Regions from separate parts of the Mus musculus genome. Here region 1 is linked to region 2. A link is a contact called in public Hi-C data. All regions are on one chromosome and are shown on one strand. Each heading gives the region's core, a stretch centred on a gene start, on an enhancer-like site or on the middle of the called end of the contact. The rest is flanking DNA. Distances are from core to core; before and after follow the strand shown.

Region 1 (3,566 bases), core at 46-2,545, 360 kb after region 2:
GGTTAATGCAGATCGCATCACTTGGATCTATAATAATAGAAATAACACCCAGAAGCAGAATTCTGTGGACACTCACTCCATTGGCAAATACATCAGCACCAAGGCAGTAGGCAGCAACTCTCGCATGGATGTCACAGACAAGTACAAGTATCCAGAAGGTAGGATGGGTGCTGATGGAGCGATGCCACATGGGGGGGCTTGGTGATGGGTGGACAGCTCTGAGAGCAACAAGAAAAAGAGCCTTTCCCCGGTACTCCGACATCCCAGCTAGTTGTAAAGAAATGGCAGGATGTCTCAAGTGCTCAACTGTTGTTTTCCATGGGGACAGAAGCATTAAGGACAGCTACAATATCTGAGGGAGTTAACGTCAGAGCACAGACAAGGGTAAACCCAGTCCACCTCCAGATATGTCCTTTCTCAATTGTCAACTGAACTGATGTTACTATGATTGGGCATCACAGGGAGAGGTCTGGTCCTCAAGGGCTTTGGGACACATTTCTCTATCAAGTCTCTAGTCTCCAAGAACACAGACAGAGAATGCCATCTCGGTAAAGAAACAAACTCAGGGATGTGAGCTTGTGCCATCTGCATGCATTGGCCCCCACCCACTCAGGAGCCCTGGGGTATGATTCCTAAAGGAGTCTAATGAAATCTCCATCATCTGTACTGCTGCCATCCTCCTACGGTAACCTAGGAAGGCCATGGTCACACCATGTTGCTATGGGAACCAGCAGCAAAGCCGTTCTCAAGGAAGGCAAAAGCTTTCCACTTGGAAGTGTGGTTCTGCCTTAGAAACAGCCCAGAGTAATTTAGCAGTTGCTCTAGCAGGCCATGGCTACTCTCCAATGGACTCATACTTTGCTCTTTCTAAAATACTTGGGGAAAGTTGACTCAAGACTCAAATGATCCTCACAGAAATTTCTAGGAAGTGGTAGAGGGAAGGGTGAAAGAAAAGTGTGCTTCTAAAAATCAGACCGAATCTCCGACAACTGCTGACTATTGGTCAGTGTTCAAAGGAGAAAACTGTCTCTTGAAGGTGGAGTCTAACTCTGAGACCAGAGGTGTCCACTCTAGGTACCAGTGGATGGACACTTTGTGGTCTGTAAACACTGTTGAAATTCTCTGAAATAGAAATACACTTGTTTGAGAATGGTAGAACATTGGAAAGAGATCATGCCTGCTGTAATAAACTATCTGACAACTTTCACAGTCTGAGTGCCTACTCCAGGTACCCTGTAGATAAATCTCAGCAGATGGTGTCACTGGCGAGGCAGGTGCCAGGCTGGTAATTTCAATAGCATGGTGTAAGACAAGCATGGGGAACAGGAAACAATCCAGGACAGAAGGAGACTCTCATCCTACCTACCACTTATAACAGGCTTTGTATTATCTCTGATTTTCTTGTTCCCCGGCCAACCAAACAAGAATAGCAGTGTCTCTCTTGGGTTGGATTCCAATACAAAAATGCACACAGAGTAGAGTGTTTGGCACACAGTAAGGACTTAATGACTAGGATGGTGAGCTCCATCCATTTGGATACCTTCCCTTACCTTCCCTGGAATAACACCTTTCCACAGATTCTTTTGTTTATGTACTGCTGCTCTCCTGGCTGTATGAGCCTGTGACTTTCCCTACTACTCTCACATATTGATCCTGTGACTCTGAAGTCCTAGAAACCTTCTAAGCAATGGAGGGAAGCCTAGTAGGAAGCTCCCTCCAGGACTCTTGGCAGGACCTCTGCTCATGCGTGACAGCAGGATGGAACAGCTATCTGACGTTACCTACATCTTCTTGCCTAATAATGCCAGTTGGTCTCAGAGAGCCCCAGGCAGGAAAAGCTCATAAAAATGGGTTGCTAAGCATTTGCACAATAGCAATACTGCGGTGAGAAAACAGCAGCAGGAAGCATAGTCTTGAGTAAGCTCAGCAGGTGACCTATATAGGCTCTGGAACCTCCTTGTCCAAAGCCTGCTTCGGGGACTCACGCAAAGAGGCTCAGAGGCTCAGTAGAGCCTTCAGCTTTGGGTGTGGACTGACAGCTCAGTCAGAGAGGATGGAAGGGCAGTCAGAGGAACCTGACCCTCCGGGAGCTCTCAAGCTGGGTAATCTAGCCTCTTGCTTTCAGCAGGGTGGGTACAAGGGAGGAGCCTTAGACCAGGCTCCAGATCTCTGGAGATGAGTCCCTCCCTTTCTTCATCTAAATCCCAGAGTAGCCCAAACCAGTAGCTTCCCTTAGATTGCATGAGCCTCTGAAGTCCCTGCCAGGGAATTTACATAATTCATGGAAAGGACTCACTGACTTGGAGAGGACTTATCTTAAGCCTTCTGGTTTACTTTGAAACTTTCACAAGTTGGTTTTAGGAAAGCCTAAGGATCCATACATGCCAACATGGTCACTCTTCTGTCCTCTTGGGAGGCCAAGACCTTCTGCTGTATGGTACATGTGTCTGCAGGTCAAGGCCAGGAGCAGCCGGTGAACTGCTTAGTCAGCCTGAGCTTGGAGTTGTTTGCTCTGTTCCCAGTGTGCCGAGCCTTTAGGGTGTCACCAGTGCTGTCCTCTCACTACTTCTGCTGCCATAGTCAGCAGCACCTATAGAGTCAGGGAATGCACCCTTTGTTTGAGCCCTTGTGGTTTTTGAGACTCCAAACATCTCAGCAATTCAAACTAGCCATGACTTAGAACCTCATCAGCCTCAGGATGTTCTTGCTGACTTGCACAGACAAAAGTGTCACTTGCTGACTCTCAAAGTGCCTCTAGACACAGCCTGGGGAACGTGGGGACGGGATTTGGAGTTCTTCCTCCTGAGTCTGGCTTTGCTTATGGATTCATTCTCAATTCTCTCCATTCAGTTTTGTTGTCTGCTTTTAAATGATCGGTTTGTTCTTCAAGTCTCAGGAAAAGACCTTCCAGTCAAAGAACGAGAAAGGAAGTGAGAAAGAGATGGAAGGAAGGAGGGAGGAAGGGAGGTAGAAAATGAAAAAAAAAACTAACTTAAAACAAGGAAATAATGAAGCCCCATAGTAATGTTTGCAGAAACTGACCTAGCTTTCTCAGTGGCTTCCCAAGGGTATAGACTTGATTGAAAAGGGACCACAGCCCAGCTGGCCTGGAAGCCTTATACTAAGAAGGGTTAATGGAGACCTGACAAGATTAGACCCTTGCTGGGAGCATTTTGGACAGGTAGAAGTAGTGTCAATGTTAGATCTAGGCCACTTTCCAGGCGGGTCGCACTGTCCATTGTCTGAATTGCAGCTATATCTCTGAGGTACCCTTGTTTAGTTTTTGTTTCCCTCGCCAATGCACAGGTTCCAGTGAGGAAAGACAAGTGCACCAAAAGGCTTTGGACAAACTCAAACCTAACGCATCTTTCGGCGCAACATCTTCGAGGAATCCAGAAGGGGAAGACAAGGAGCCCAGCATTTCTGGGAAGTTCAAGGTCACGGGGATACTGGCAGTAGGCAAAGAAGTCAGTCTGTCCCTGATGCTCAAAAACATGACTAATGACAGGAAGACAGTGACGATGAACATGACAGCCTGGACCATCGTCTACAATGGTACCCTTGTC
Region 2 (3,412 bases), core at 604-3,103:
CTGTCCTCCCAGACTCCAGGTCAAGCAAGCATACTGTCATTTTGTAGGAGCCCCCATCCCTGGTGACTGATGTCATCTGGTATTATGCTGGCCTGTGGTAGGATAGTGGTAACCCTATCAACTCAGTGGACCAAGAAATCTCTTGTCCCTAATGTTTCTCTTGGTAATTTTGTGCTGGCTGAGCTCCATTCCACTCCTTGATTATGGACCTCTGCTCACACAACTGTAGCCACAACAAAGCCAAGAGGTACAGGCAGGCCCAGGGGGCAGGAAATGAAATAATGTGTATAATGTACGTATGTATTTATACAATGTCCTCAATCATCTCCTCAGAGCTGGCCTTGAGTGTAGTCCATTTTCCAGCTATAGTGACTACCACACCCCTCTATTGAATTGGTCCATATACCCTCAGCCATGAGTGTCCTCGAATAAAAACTGCCTTGTCATCTTTTAATATCACTCAGGGCCACGTTAGTCAAACACCTCAGCATTTATGGTTTATCACCCTTGCTTTCATCGCGGTTATTACTCTAAACTTTCCCTAGAGCTCTGGGCAGAGTACATAACCAAATATCATAGGCTGTTTTAATTTCTAGTCTTATTTTATATGTATGCCTAGTTTGCCTGGATGTATTTGAGTGCACCACACCCATGCCTGACCCAGGGAGGTCAGAGAAGGGCATTGGATCCCCTTGAACTGGAGTTAAAATGGTTGTGAATTACTACTTGAGTACAAGGAACTGAACCGGGTCCTTCACAAAAGCAACAGTTGCTCTCTAACCCTGGAGCCATCTCTGCAGCCCTATTTATCTTCATACTTTTTTTTTAAGTGGAGAAAACTGGAGTGGATGGAGAGGAGCATTGTTTTGTACTTGAGTGAAACTGAAATCCAAAGGTAGTCATCCATGTTCAAGGTCCACAGGTGCGCTCAAGAATTCCAAGCCTGGTTTCCTTTTCTTTGAAACTGGGAAGTTGCTTAATCATTTCTAGCCAAAAAGAAGACAGCATTGAAGAACAAGGTATTTCAACAACAATTACAAAAGCCCAAGGACTTTTCGTCTTAATGCCAATAACTGCCCATTTATAATCAGTGCACTGCTGAGTTCCCTCCTTAAACCCAGAGTTTTTAGTGTTGGAATTTAGATTCTTTTTTTTTCTTTTTTAATATTTTATTAGGTATTTTCCTCATTTACATTTCCAATGCTATCCCAAAAGTCCCCCATACCCTCCCCCCCCCACTCCCCTACCCACCCACTCCCACTTTTTGGCCCTGGCGTTCCCCTGTACTGAGTCATATAAAGTTTGCATGACCAATGGGTCTCTCTTTCCAGTGATGGCTGACTAGGCCATCTTTTGATACATATGCAGCTAGAGACAAGAGCTCTGGGGGTACTGGTTAGTTCATAATGTTGTTGCACCTACAGGGTTGCAGATCTCTTTAGCTCCTTGGGTACTTTCTCTAGCTCCTCCATTGGGGGCCCTGTGATCCATCCAATAGCTGACTGTGAGCATCCACTTATGTGTTTGCTAGGCCGGGCATAGTCTCACAAGAGACAGCTATATCAGGGTCCTTTCAGCAAAATTTTGCTAGTGTATTCAATGGTGTCAGCGTTTGGAGGCTGATTATGGGATGGATCCCTGGATATGGCAGTCTCTAGATGGTCCATCCTTTTGTCTCAGCTCCAAACTTTGGAATTTAGATTCTTAAGCCTACCCAGATGGTGACAAAACTCCCCCGAGTGTGTTGATCCCGGTGACCACAAGGGGGCGCGCCCAGATCAGATACCGCTGGCTTCAGCCACCTGGCTTGTTACTGCCCCCTGCGGTGGATGCATCTTTGCTCTAGAGCTTAGATAGTGTACCCCAAGGTGATTATGCCCAAGTCCCCAAGCACCTGTGGAGACTGTAGCAAAGGAGCAGGATTGTTTTTGAGACTTATCAAGAGCTTCATAAAGCACACTGGATTTCTGGAGAGGACGCTAAAAGTAAATCCAGGACCTACTGTATGCCTGGACTTCATGTATCTCAACTCTACATAGACACAGGGCTTGTGGGGAAGGGCGCAGTCTAGGGAGGGAAAGAGCCTAAGCGTTGAGTAGGAGGGTGACTACCAGTCCAGTTTTCTTGGCAGCCAGCCCTGCTTTCACGGAGTGAAAACAAGAAAGTGGTCTCAGCTGTCGCCTAGCTCCGAGCCAGATTCTACACAGGGCTGTGGCCTGGGAGTGAGGTTGTGGTTTCTGGAGAAGACAGCAGCTGGATGAGCACCGGGTGTCAATATAGGAAGCAGCAGTGTCCCTACCAGGAACTGGCACTACAACGGTGACGATTGCTTCTGATTTTTATTAGGGCAGAAATGTCCCCTCCCAGGCAGAGAGCCTAGGGGTAATCTGGAAACTGTCCTCTGTTCAAAGACCCCCTCAGGACTTCCGTGGCTGTCCCAACTCTCATTCTTATACAGGTGTACCTTCAGATCCTTTCCTCCAAAACAAAGTCTCCAGTGAAGAGCAATGTGTTCGTTTGGGAGGTAGAGACGGCAAGGTGGGTCTGGGCTGCCTCCTGTGCCTGCCCATCCGCTTACCCCCATGTCTGCCTGCACCTGTGCCTGCCCATCCGCGTACCCCCATGTCTGCCTGCACCTGTGCCTGCCCATCCGCTTACCCCCATGTCTGCCTGCACCTGCGCACTGCACCTGCCTGCACCTACCCCCTGTGCCTGTCTGTACCTGCTAGTGCCTGCCAGCTGTACCTACCTGTGCCTACCCTCTGTGCCTGTCTATACATGTCTGTCTCTGTCTGGGTGTCCCTGTACCTGTCTGTCTGTACCTATATCTGCCCCGTACCTGCTTCCTGTGCCTGTTCCCTGCATTCTCTTCCCATTCTGTTGTTGCTAGCCAATTCCAGGTCCTTAAAGTTCCCCACCCAGGCTGGCAGAGTGTGAGCCTAAGGGACAAGCAGGAACTTTGTTACCTCCAAGCCCAGCTTACTTCTGCATGGGATCAGAGATGTCATGAGGCAAAGAGTCTTGTTATTTAATTTGAAACAAAGTACTTGTTATTTAATTAAGAGTCAGAGCCTTGCAATTGCTTCTTGAGAAAAACCTCCCAGTTGTCCTTGAGCCTTTAAGTTCAATTTTCAAAACTTGGTCTGTTTCTTTGCAGTCACTTTCAAGGGACTTTTGATTAATAGTCAACACCATTAAAACTATCTATCCCCTTTGCAAGTGTGGGTAATTAAATTATCCTCAACATTTAACACAGGACTTACTAATTTAATGTACTCGGTTTCATTTTTAAACACTTTCCTTATTTGCCCTAACAAGCAAAACTTTCCAGAGTTTAAAGCACGTTGGAACATCCAATTTAAGACCTTAAAGTGTAGTGAATCTCAGGACCTCTGGTACATCACACCAGTGG

What was found. Hi-C and Micro-C count contacts between places; a contact is called where the count stands out from the background.
Region 1: a Hi-C map of cortical neurons shows a contact between it and region 2, with 2.8 times the contacts expected there. The contact joins two enhancer-like sites. A contact is called at or near these places in 1 of 15 datasets of contacts at CTCF or cohesin (large pre-B cells), 5 of 484 Hi-C or Micro-C datasets (the C2C12 cell line, cortical neurons, embryonic stem cells and 1 more) and 1 of 115 datasets of contacts at active chromatin or transcription factors (acute myeloid leukemia).

The regions. Positions count from the first base shown.
Region 1 is chr2:130,038,451-130,042,016 of GRCm38.p6, forward strand. Tgm3 (transglutaminase 3, E polypeptide) reads left to right here. Exons shown (of 13, transcript NM_009374.3): 9 at 1-158; 10 at 3,307-3,566. Among named protein-coding and RNA genes, the nearest start is that of Mir6339, 24 kb to the left of the region's middle. Within about 2 kb of position 1,296, at least 28 of the 459 cell types and tissues checked have an H3K27ac peak or open chromatin away from gene starts, as enhancers often do. A contact at or near this core is called in cortical neurons, where this site is marked.
Region 2 is chr2:129,673,323-129,676,734 of GRCm38.p6, forward strand. No RefSeq gene overlaps it. Among named protein-coding and RNA genes, the nearest start is that of Pdyn, 25 kb to the right of the region's middle. Within about 2 kb of position 1,854, at least 10 of the 459 cell types and tissues checked have an H3K27ac peak or open chromatin away from gene starts, as enhancers often do. A contact at or near this core is called in cortical neurons, where this site is marked.